Linked DNA regions of Mus musculus: regions 2 and 3 are each linked to region 1. Evidence: chromatin contacts called from public promoter capture Hi-C data. All regions are on one chromosome and are shown on one strand. Each heading gives the region's core, a stretch centred on a gene start, on an enhancer-like site or on the middle of the called end of the contact. The rest is flanking DNA. Distances are from core to core; before and after follow the strand shown. Region 1 overlaps Camk2b (calcium/calmodulin-dependent protein kinase II, beta). Region 2 overlaps Ogdh (oxoglutarate (alpha-ketoglutarate) dehydrogenase (lipoamide)). Region 3 overlaps Gm11963 (predicted gene 11963).

Evidence for each region. Capture Hi-C pulls out chosen DNA fragments and counts their contacts.
Region 2: a promoter capture Hi-C map of liver shows a contact between it and region 1. The contact joins two enhancer-like sites. A contact is called at or near these places in 3 of 15 datasets of contacts at CTCF or cohesin (large pre-B cells, pro-B cells and stem cell-derived epiblast-like cells), 5 of 484 Hi-C or Micro-C datasets (the G1E-ER4 cell line, embryonic stem cells and palatal mesenchyme), 1 of 115 datasets of contacts at active chromatin or transcription factors (astrocytes) and 1 of 9 other capture datasets (liver).
Region 3: a promoter capture Hi-C map of adipose tissue shows a contact between it and region 1. The contact joins two enhancer-like sites. A contact is called at or near these places in 1 of 115 datasets of contacts at active chromatin or transcription factors (astrocytes) and 1 of 9 other capture datasets (adipose tissue).

The regions. Positions count from the first base shown.
Region 1 is chr11:5,998,923-6,002,986 of GRCm38.p6, reverse strand. Camk2b (calcium/calmodulin-dependent protein kinase II, beta) reads left to right here. Exons shown (of 21, transcript NM_007595.5): 4 at 1,595-1,649. Among named protein-coding and RNA genes, the nearest start is that of Ykt6, 45 kb to the right of the region's middle. Within about 2 kb of position 2,491, at least 259 of the 459 cell types and tissues checked have an H3K27ac peak or open chromatin away from gene starts, as enhancers often do. A contact at or near this core is called in adipose tissue and liver, where this site is marked.
Region 2 is chr11:6,331,718-6,335,276 of GRCm38.p6, reverse strand. Ogdh (oxoglutarate (alpha-ketoglutarate) dehydrogenase (lipoamide)) reads right to left here. Exons shown (of 23, transcript NM_010956.4): 5 at 629-744. Among named protein-coding and RNA genes, the nearest start is that of Gm46270, 41 kb to the right of the region's middle. Within about 2 kb of position 1,711, at least 26 of the 459 cell types and tissues checked have an H3K27ac peak or open chromatin away from gene starts, as enhancers often do. A contact at or near this core is called in liver, where this site is marked.
Region 3 is chr11:5,500,356-5,503,977 of GRCm38.p6, reverse strand. It overlaps Gm11963 (predicted gene 11963), which reads right to left. Exons shown (of 3, transcript NR_166837.1): 2 at 1,281-1,425. Among named protein-coding and RNA genes, the nearest start is that of Gm11963, 16 kb to the right of the region's middle. Within about 2 kb of position 1,352, at least 64 of the 459 cell types and tissues checked have an H3K27ac peak or open chromatin away from gene starts, as enhancers often do. A contact at or near this core is called in adipose tissue, where this site is marked.

The DNA.
Region 1 (4,064 bases), core at 1,242-3,741:
AATAGAGGAGAAATGTAAGGACCTGCGTCCATAGTGGCTGCTTCCAGGCCTCTGCCATGGGTTTCAGAAAACACCCCATGTCCCTAAGTGGCCTCAGACTCTGAGCCTCAGTCATCTGGTGTTTGTTATACCACAGTGACAACAGTGACAGACATAGGGCTGTGGCTCAGGGATTGCTCACTGCTTCACATAGGAGCACAATTTACAGCACCCTACAGACAGGGGGTTCTTCCATCTTACAGAGCTGCAGACTGGGCTCAGGTAAGTGGGGTGTCCTTCCCAATTCACACGGCTACTGTGGTGGCCACAGCAGGTATCCCATTTCCTCTCTCTATTGAGGGCCTGGGGCCTGGCGTGCTAAAGGTATACATGAGGTGAAATGCATCATGGGATTAAGGCGCCTGGAAACCAAGTTGGGGCACAGGACAGATCGGAGTTCCTAGGCATAAGGATACTATCAGAATGGCGCCTGGGAAGTCTAGTGCCAGGAAGGAGGGTGCCAGCAGCTAGCTAGAAACTAGGACAGAGAGGAGGGTGCCAGGAGCAGGAATTGTGTGGGCTGTTTCTGCCTGAGGTCCTGGAGTCCTGTGGGACCAGGGAGAAGGTAGCTGCTCTTCACTCTCCAGCCTCGTGGCCCAGTCTTGGGTGGTGGAATACAGCAAGAACTTAAGCTCCCAAGAGCACCAGGGCCAGGACTAGTCCAGCACACTCGCTGGAGCCAGACCCCTGCTCCCACAGACTCACTGTAGGCTGTGTGCCCTCTGCTGCTTGGCAACCTCTCTGTGCCGATCCCTTTTCTGCAGCCTGCAGGGGTGGTTGGTGAGCAAGGTGCTCAGAACAGCCCTGGCATGCATTGCTGTTCTAGCAAAGGGCAGGATCTGCAGGTGGGAGAGCAGGGCCCAGAGTGACTCATTCCTAGAAAATCTTTACTGCTTGGTGCAGAGTGCAGCCCCAAGCCGAGACCTGGCAGCTCCCTCCCACCATCGCCATCATTCCTCAGAGCCCATCAGCCCCAGCCCAGGCCAGACAGGACTGAATACAAGTTCAGCAACTGGTGTGGTAATAGGGCCAGAGAGAGGGAAACTGTCTGAGCCTCTGAAATATACCTCACCTGGTAATCTTTCTCAGTGGAGGCCCTGTCCTGCTGAGGACAGGAAAATCGGTTTGTTTCTTGCAGAAACCTCTCCCTTGAAGACATGGCTCCTGTTAGGGCTCAGCAGTGAGCCTTTGCTGTGTTTCCCGATGGTAGGGGAAATAGGAGAACAGAAAGGGGCCAGTGGAAGGGCAAGGTGCTGCCTAGACCTCCATGGTGCTCCCTCAGGGCTCCATGGTGCTCCCTCAGGGCTCTATGGTGCTCCCTCAGGGCTCCGTGATGCTCCCTCAGGCTCAGCATGCAGCACCTCAAGTCAGCTCATATCTTCCCCCAGACCCAGGCAGCCATCTTGTCTTGGGGGAGACCCTGTGGGCCACAGAGACAAGTTCCCTGCCCCAGGCGTGCAGCACGGGTGCTGGGTGGGCCCTGACAGGGTGGCGGTGGGCAGTAGGGAATATCCTGGGCTACCTCCTGCTCCTCACGACTTCTCTGTCCCTGCAGTACGCCTCCATGACAGCATCTCTGAAGAGGGCTTCCACTACCTGGTCTTCGATCTGTAAGTGCCAAATCCAAGGACCCTCACCTTTCTTTCACTCCCAGCATGGGGCCCACAGCCTCTTCAGATTCAGGAGCAGGCCTGTCCCCACATCAGGACACTCCGAGTGCACCTCTGCAGGGGTCACCTCATTCCCAGCCACACGCAGCCTAGCCAGCGCTGATATGGCTGTGCATGGGTTTTTACCCAGTCTGAGTGTGACATGCTGAGGACGCCAACTCTGCAGAAAACCTGTCGGTTGGGACAGTGGAGGGAAGACCAGGGAGAGCAGCCATTCACTTCCCTCCATTCTGAGGCCTGCCATGCTGGGTTGGGGGCGCAGCTAGCTGATGTGAGCATGCGTGTTTGTAAGTGAGGGTGGAAGGATGCATGTGCATGCATATGTGTAGAGCTTAGAGCAAGCACAGAGATGCTTTGTGTAAAGTCCATGAGTGTACATGCATGTCTGTTTTCGAAGTGTGATTGGGTATGTTTTGGAGATACAGGCCTCTGTGTGTGTGTGTGTGTGTGTGTGTGTGTGTGTGTGTGTGTGTGTGCTTGCATGAGTGTGTGTGTGTGCTTGCATGAGTGTGTGTGTGTGCAGTAGCTGAGTGAGAAGGCGTTCGGGGCCAACTCCGCCTCTCACTTCCTGCCGGATTTAGAAGCGATGATCTCATCTCCCTTTACTCTTGGCAGCCCCTGCTAAGCAGCACTATATTTAGCTGTCTGTGAATCAGGGCTGCTGCAGGACCCTGGGCTGGGTGGGGGCCCAGGGGCTTTGGCTTGTCCTGGTGGCCTCCAGACTGCACAGCCAGGGAAACCTGGCTCTGGTACCGTTACCATGGTTACCCCATGCCCTCTGGCTGCCCTTGAGCAACAGGCTGAATGGGAACAGGAGGAGCCTTCCTAGGGCCACCTCTTAGCCCTTCCTCCCTCAAACAGCCTGACAGATGTCTGGGCCGTTGGGCATGCAGGCCTTAGCATCCTCTGCCTTGTAGCATCTTCCGGTGAAGAGCTAGGCTGCCCCTGCATGGGGTTTGTTTACTTCTCAGCTACCCCTGTGTGAGCCACAAGACCCTGCCTAGAGTGATCTGCTAGATAACAGGCTGCAGTCTGATTGAATCTGGGCTGAGACACCAGTCCTGTGGCTTGAGGTGGGGTGGGCTCTCTTTCCCCCTGTGTGCCCCAAAATCACCTTTACCACCCTTCTTCTCAAGAAACAGAGGTCTGTGGGCTGAGGGTGGTCATGATGACCAGTGGATGGCTGCACTTGTTTCAGGAGCCAAGAAGGAAAGAGAGGGTGGGGGAGGGAGGGATGTGTATATGTGACACATTTATCTCTCAGACCTCTCAGCACATGCCAGGCAGACAGCTGCAGGGAGAGACTGAGGAGGTGGGTCTGGACAGAAGGTCTAAATATCCTCCCCCCATACCTCCAGAGCCTCCAGGGTTGCAGGTTCTGAGGTGGTTTGGTAGCCCCCCAGTAGGCCTCAAGGCCTTGTCAGCTGAGAGCCCTGCAGGTTTGGGGAGGTGGCCGATACACACCATGGAAGTTACAGAGCAGAGCTTGCAACAGTGACCGCGCATGGCATCCAGCTCAGTAGAGGCCCAGCTTCCTGTCCCGTGACTCTGGACCAAGAGATGACCCTGGTGCCCACACACCAAAGCATCAGTGCCTGAACACATGCAGTAACTCAGGGAGCCTTGCCCTGGCACAGATCTGGCAAACCAAGGCTATCCTTTGAACTACAGTTTTGCACCAAGATACATTGGCCTTACACCATTTTTTCTGCCCAGACTTGAGTTTTCAAAGCCTGGTTCAAGAATTTTGTGTCAAGACTCAAACTGTCGATCACACAGCACTGGGGATAACAGCCCCTTACATGGGCTACTGCTGGACAGACTCTCCTGGTCCACATATGTGCAAACCACACATTTACAGTGTTGCTTTGCCATGGGCATTTGATGTATGGACAGAGACAAAGGGCAGGAGGGTGTGTGGGCAGAGTACACTACCTATGTTGTCTATGGTTTCATGGGGACAGGAATTCAAGTCTTTCAAGCCCTCAGCCCACCATGGAGGCCAGATACAGGCACTAAATCCACTCTGTGATGGCCCAGATCTGGCTCAAGAGAGCAGAGCATTGAATAGGGGGAGCCAGATAGTCTCAGACCTAGGATTAAGGTTCACAAAGCTGGGTGTAACCCTGGGAAGCCCTGGCTCTGCAAACTCATGTGCTTACGTGTGAAGCCCACTTAGGTGTAAAGAAACTCAGTTTTCTCGGGAAACAGGTGTGAAGAAGGAAGCATTCCATGATGGTGAACGAGTATGCCTTTGATAAGTTGTCACTATTGGGGTGTGTGTGTAAGGATGGAGATGATGGTAATGATGGTATGGTGATGGAATGGTGATGGTAGTCATGGTGGTGAGATGGT
Region 2 (3,559 bases), core at 462-2,961, 330 kb before region 1:
GGCCCGACACAAAGCCAGGCTCTCAGCTGCTGTTTGTAGGATATATAAACAGGTCAGGAAGGAAGGAAAAGTAAAACAAGAATGGGAGAAAGGAAAGGAAGGGGTAGGACAGGAGCAGCCACCACTGTGTAGTGCAATCAATAGCTCCAGGCTCTATAAAGTAGAGGAAAATTTCCAGGGTGACAACTGCACCTGAAATAAAATCTAAAGGGATCCAAAAGTATTTTTTTAAAAAAGTTTTTAATAAAAAAGTAAGTTTCAAAAAAATTTTTTAAAAGTTTCTAGCTATAAAACAGAAAAAAGAAATTGGTTATCTTTCAGTTTCTTAAAACCACAGGACCGGGCTGGAGAGATGGCTCAGTGGGTAAGAGCACCCGACTGCTCTTCCGAAGGTCCGGAGTTCAAATACCAGCAACCACATGGTGGCTCACAACCATCTGTAATGAGATCTGGCGCCCTCTTCTGGTGTGTCTGAAGACAGCTAAAGTGTACTTAACATATAATAAATAAATAAAAAGAGTTTAAAAACAAAACAAAAAAAAAAAACAAACAAAAAAACCCACAGGACCAAAGCCAAACAAATAGCCAGGTATGACATCTGTTAGATTTTTCCAAGAACTGTTCTTACCTCCAGCCGACGGATGATCTCCCGAAGAGGAAGTGCTGGCTCCTGTCCCCCGATGAAAGTGGTGGTGGGTAAGTGGAAGACCTTGTCAAGGTCAGACTCGTGTAGGCCATAGAACCCTACAGACGATGAGGGACAAGGCATAGCCATGCAGGGGTCACAGTTTATAGGAAGGGAAAAGAAATCCAAGATGCCCCAAGGAGAAAAAAAAAAAAAAAAAAAGGAAGAAAGAAAAATATCACATACCCCTGATGTATATGAAAACAAGCAATATTTACCATCAGAATCAGAAACCTTAACAATAATTACACACTAAGATTATTACTAGGTAAACTAAAATAAAGCTATTATGCGCATATTAGTCTAATGTTTGGCAATTATTTATAATTTAGAGTTAAATTTATTTGAAAGTTCAAAGATAAAAGCCAATTTGGGCAGGTGGAAAGAGTCAAAAGAAATCAATCAAAAGGTAAATAAAAAGTTAAGAGAATTATAGTAGAAAATGGGAACTGATAGAGAATAGCAGACCATATACATGAATCATTTAACAGTAATGTGCATACATATTACACAGTGAGTGACAAAGCTGGGGTCTGCACTGGGAGGGAGAAATAGTCACCAGGACCCAAGCAGCTGGTGGGAGACTGTTCTTCAGGATACAACTAGGGTAGCAGAGGAAAGGTTGACAGCTTTCAGCCTTGGACTAAGGGCAAGCATCTCCCTGGAATATTTTCCCAAATTGCTAGCTATTCTATGGTACTCTGCAGTGCTATTACAGATCCAACCCTCACTTTCCCTATCCACTCTCCTATCCTCAAGCAGTCACTGCAGGGGAGATGCCTCTTCATCTGAAAGCTGTTTCAAACTGGAAAGGACAGTAGGAGGCTCTGTTCTTCAGCATCATGCTTATTTCATCTTGAAATCAGTAAAGGAGCAAACTATGAAATGACACCATTACTTGGTTTCCAGTCTGGCGCTTATTCTAAAATAACACATCAATTCAGGAAGGGCAAAGAGCACAGTGTACGTCACCAGCACCTGAATACCTGCTGCCAAAACTTTCTCAGGCTCCAGAACTGAACACTGAACCAGCAGACAACATGCTGAGCCCTAGATAAACAGTCTCGTTGTTTCTGCCTGCGTTAAGTACCTAAGCGCTGCTGTGAGACCCACGAATCAGGGAACCGAAATAAGGCAAGAAGCCTGCAAACACAAGCATGGACATGAGTCTCCAGGGTGGCTTTTTTGTTTTGTACCTGACAGTTGTTATTTAGCTTTGAATTTCCCTTGCTATGTAGACCAGGATGGCTTTGAACGTTAGGTAAGCTTTCTGCCTCTGTAGTGGAATTAACAGTGTACACTAACATGTCTGGTTGTCATGTCAGTCTTCAACATCAGTGGCCCAGGAATATCTTCATGACTCTCATTCAAACTAGGTTGGGAAATTACATTCTTATTCTCTCTCTCCTCTCTCTCTCTCTCTCTCTCTCTCTCTCTCTCTTTTTGAGACAGGGTCTTTGTGCATAGCCCTAGCTGTCCGCAAAACAGAGATAAGCCTACTTCTGCCTCCTGAGTGCTGGGATTAAAGACATACACCACCATGCCTGGCTGGGGTATTACATCCTTAAGTCTTAAAAAGCAAGGTATATTTTTTCAAGCCCCTTTAATTTCATTAAATTAAAAGGAAAAAACAAAAAAACAAAAAAACCAAACCAAACCAAACCAAACCAAAAAAAACCAAAACCAAAACAAAACAAAAAAAAAAAAAACCCAACTCAAACTACCCACCCCAAAGAAAAAAGCCCCACAAGCCTGAAGGAAGCCGTGGTGAAAGCGGTTTACTTAGGCTCTCTCACTTGTTTCCTGTTACTGTATCATAAATACAGCAGTTACAGGCATCTGGGAAGCACAACGCTCCTGCCTCTTATGACCCAGCTTGTAAGCAATAGCTCCATGGTATTTATGGGAAAAAACTAAAATATTTTCTGTAGTTGTGTTTTTTAAGACAGGCTCATGTTATCCAGACTAAGCTAGCTTTGATCCAGTAAGTAGCAGCCTCCTAAATGCTTTGATTACAGGTATGTACCACTATGCTTAGTTTAATATAGTTAATGATTTTTAAGAAACTTCTTAGGTTTACAAAACTCAGCCCAGGCTAGGCATGGTTATTGTAATCCCAACACGTTGGAGGTGAAAGCAAGATGATCAGAAATTCAAGATCAGTGGTGGTTTCAGGAAGACTGCATCTCAGACAAACCAGCAACAACCACCAAGTAAAACAAGACAAAATATCGGAAATTTCCGGATCAATGTGTCAAAACAGTACACTCTTCAGCATAGAAAATATTCAGGTTGTGATTGATGTTGGCCAGTCACGTATTCACATGCAGATGAGAACTGTGTTGCTACACCAACAGCATGAAGGAGGCATACACTCTCTGATGCTCCTATAGGTATAACACTTGATTGTAATTCACAGCCCTTGGGTCTCATTGATCAGCATCAGAAGTGTTGGACCCATTTCTACATCTTCAGTCACTTGAGAAATGAACCCCACACACATGCTTTTCTTTCTTTTTCTTTACTAATTCTAACTACAAACTTTAGACTTTGCTTAAAAAAATAAATAAAAAAGGTAATCCTGTTGAAAGGGTGAAGAAAGGCAGAGATACAAGGAAGTCCTGGGTTCTCTTCCACTCCCATATCCCAGACAGAGAGTAGAGAATGAGCAGCAGAGAAACCTTAGGAAGTATAGACAACAAAGCCCCACAAATACTGCTCTAGGTAAAGATCAGGAGGGGGCAGCTTCACAAGACCAGAAAACTTGAGACAATTCCTGCTGCACGCTGTCCCACTGTCTCTCACTAACTTGTTACAAGTCTGAGTATCCACATCGAGGCTTTAGGGAAGACCCAAGAATGAGTCTAAAACCTC
Region 3 (3,622 bases), core at 103-2,602, 500 kb after region 1:
AGTAACATATAAAGGCAGGCCTATCAGAATTACACCAGACTTCACTGGTGTGACTCTGAAGCAGTAGTTGAGGGCTCACATCTTGATCCACAACCATGAGGCAGGGGCGGGGCGGGGGGGGGGTGCGACTTGGAATCTCACAAGGCTGTTAAAATTTCAAAGCCTGTCCCCAGGGACACCCTTCCTCCACAAGTCTAAACCTTCTCATCCTTCCTAAACAGTTCCACCAACTGGAAACCAAACATTCAAATACATGAACCTATGGGGCCATTCTCATTCACACCATTCCAGTGGACAGAGGAGGAACTGGAAGGGAGGGAGGGAAATTGGAAGGAGACTCATTCAAACACATTAAAAAGAGGAAATAAGCCGGGCTGGTGGCGCACACCTTTAGTCCCAGCACTTGGGAGGCAGAGGCAGATGGATTTCTGAGTTCGAGGCCAGCCTGGTCTACAAAGTGAGTTCCAGGACAGCCAGGGCTACACTGAGAAACCCTGTCTCAAAAAACCAAAAAAAAAAAATAAAAAGAGGAAATAGTATTTTTGTTTGCTTGTTTGTTTGTTTTGAGACAGGATTTCTCTTATGCAGCCCTAGCTGTCCTGGAACTCACTCTGTTGACTAGGGTGGCCCCAAACTCATATCTACCTGCCTCTGCCTCCTGAGTTCTGGGATTAAAGGCATGCACCACCACTGCCTGGCAGAATAATAACTTTTTACATATTGTTATTTTATTTTATCTTATTTTATTTGAGAGAAGGTCTCACTGTGTAGCTCTGGCTGTCATAGAACTCACTATGCAGACAGATTGGCCTCAAACTCTCAGAGGTCCCCCTGCCTTTGCCTCCTAAGGGTCTAGAGTTGAAGGTATGTGCAGCCTGGCACCCTTGGCAGTTGTTTAAGTTTTTGAAACAGCGTCTCGGAGTGTTAAACATAGGCATGAGTCACCAGTGGTCTCTGGTCTCGGTGTTGGTTCTGATGGCCTTGGTAGTATATGCACCTGGCGGGGTGTTTTGAGATTGGTTCCAAAAAAATAGTATTTATGTGAACAACTAAACTTGAGTCACCAAGGTCACCTTCAAAGACAAAGAGGAGGTAGGTTTGCGTGATGTCAGGGTCTAGACTTCCTGAGAATGTTCTAGGGACACTCTAACCTTTGAAAACAACAACAACAGTAACAAACTCTGGTTTGGTGAATAAAGGAGATAGGAGGAGAGAGAAGAGCTTCAGGAGGAGGAAGAATTGCATTTACTTCACAGGGCACTGGGAGAGAAACCACTCACCTTCCAGTCCCAGGAACAGTCGTCCCCTGTGGCTGGGCGTTGGCTTGTGAAACGGCCACACAGGGCGGGTTGTCAGGTCTCCCACATATGCTGGTTGAGCAAGTGGGATGAGTTGCTTAATCTCTCAGAGCCTGTTTCCTTGTCTCTAAAATGAGATTGCATAAGAGAATGCTTTAGCCCAGAGTGTGTCCGAGAAAGCATGGAATAATGCTAATTACTGTTGTTACCAACAGCGACTCACGCACTGCCAACAGGCATCCATCCTCCTCTGTCTTCCAGCAAGTCCAGCCTTCCCTCCCTCTTTCAATATCTGGTTGCCTCTTTCTCTCTAGTCCTTGGCCAGAGGTCAAAGACAGAATCGGGGGCCTGGTACTCCCAAGGCAGGCCATCTCCTCTTCAGCCTTACCTCTGCTCCTCCAGAGATCTGTCCAAGAAAAGCAGCACCTCCCAGAAGGCTAACAGAACATTCCACAGCCAAGTCTTTCAAAAAGAAATTTATTCATTCATTTATTTTTATATACATTGACATTTTGCCTATATGTATATCTGTGTACCATGTACATGCAGTATCCCCGGGTCCAGAAATACAGACAGTTGTGAGCTGCCATGTAGGTGCTGGGAATCAAACTAGGTCCTCTGAAAGAGCAACTAGTGCCCTTAACCCCTGAGCCATCTCTCCAGGACATCCCTACCCCTGCTTTTTAAGATAAGATCTCTCACTGGGACCCAGAGCTTGGCAATTGGACCAGGCTGGGTAGTCAGAGAGCCCTGGGGTTCTGCCTGTCTCTGCCTCCCCAGCCCTGGGATCACAAGTTTGTGCCAGCACACCCAGCTTTTTTTCATAGGTGCTTGAATGGCAAACATTCTATTGACTAAGCTATCTTCTTCCCCCTGCCTTTTGAAATAGTCTCATGTAACCCCAGCTGACCTTGAAGTACTGAAGATAACCTTCAGTTTCTGATTCTCCTGCCTCCACCTCCTGTGCACTGAAATTACAAGCTTGCTCTACCACCAAAAGAACACCCCACCCTGGTCTGCATGCACTATAACAGCACCAGCAAATGAGATACCCCAACTCCTGACCCTGCCTCTTTATTTTTTTAAACATTATTTATTATATATGTGTGTGTGCCTGCATGTATGCGTGTGCACCAAGGGCCATAAAACGTGTCTGACTGCCTGAAATTGGGGTTACAGATGCTTGTGAACAAGCAAATGAAAAGGGTGACCACAACTGGAACAACCTCTGTGGGGTCGCCCGCTCACAGGTGGCCTTAGCTTCCTCAGCATGAGGTCACATGGGCAGGGGTTTAGAACAACCCAACTCGGAGCCTTAGACCTCGAGAAGGGCTCTGTACAGAAATGAGCCAGGCGAAGGAGGCAGTGAGAATCCCCCAGTGGCCCCATCTCTCATTCAGAGCCCTCCCTGCTGCCTCTGCAGTGGTCGTGCCCTCAGCAGCAAGGGTGGGCTGCCATCTCTCAGCGAGGATGGGTTGCCGTGTATCAGCGAGGGTGGGCTGCGATCTCTTTTCCTCCCAGCAGTAAGGAAACAGCTGCAACCACACCTGGCTTTTTTTTTTTCTGTACTGAGAATTTATCCCAAGGCCTTATGAGTGCTAGGCAAATGCTCTACCACTGAGATACCCACCTGCTACACACACACACAGCTCCCATCCTCACCCCCACACTACCAACACACACAACACCAACACACATATATACACATATACACACCACAGCCCGAATACTGACCCCCACACTACCAACACACACAATACCAACATACATACAACACCAATACATACACAACACCAACACACATATATACACATATACATACCACCAACACACACACACAATATACCAACATATAATTTTTCAGGAAAGTATCTCAGCTAAGCTGCTCAGACTGGCCTTGGACTCACTCTGTGATCCAGGCACCCTTTAAACTTGTGATCCTCCTGCCTCAGCCTCCAGAGTAACTGGGATCACAACTTCACCACTGTGTGAACACTGTGCCCAGTTCCCTTTCAACACAATTGTAAAAGGTGCCGAGTAAATCCTAGGAACAAGGTCCAATCCCCAGGCCTCAAGAAAGACTTCATAAAGAAGGGCATGCTCAGGTGGGCTTTGAAGGATGGGTAGGGGTTGCATAGGGCTTGGCTTAGCTTTCCTCCTGCTCTCCTCTTCCTTGCTGAGGAAGCTTGATGCCACCTGGCACCCGAGACAATTCTCGAGAAGGAAGTAGCGTTCATCCGGTGCTAAAAGTGACTTGAAACTGACAGAATGACAGGTGCAACCCGTAACACCTGCTGCTGTCCCCAAGAGAGCCCAAGAAGATT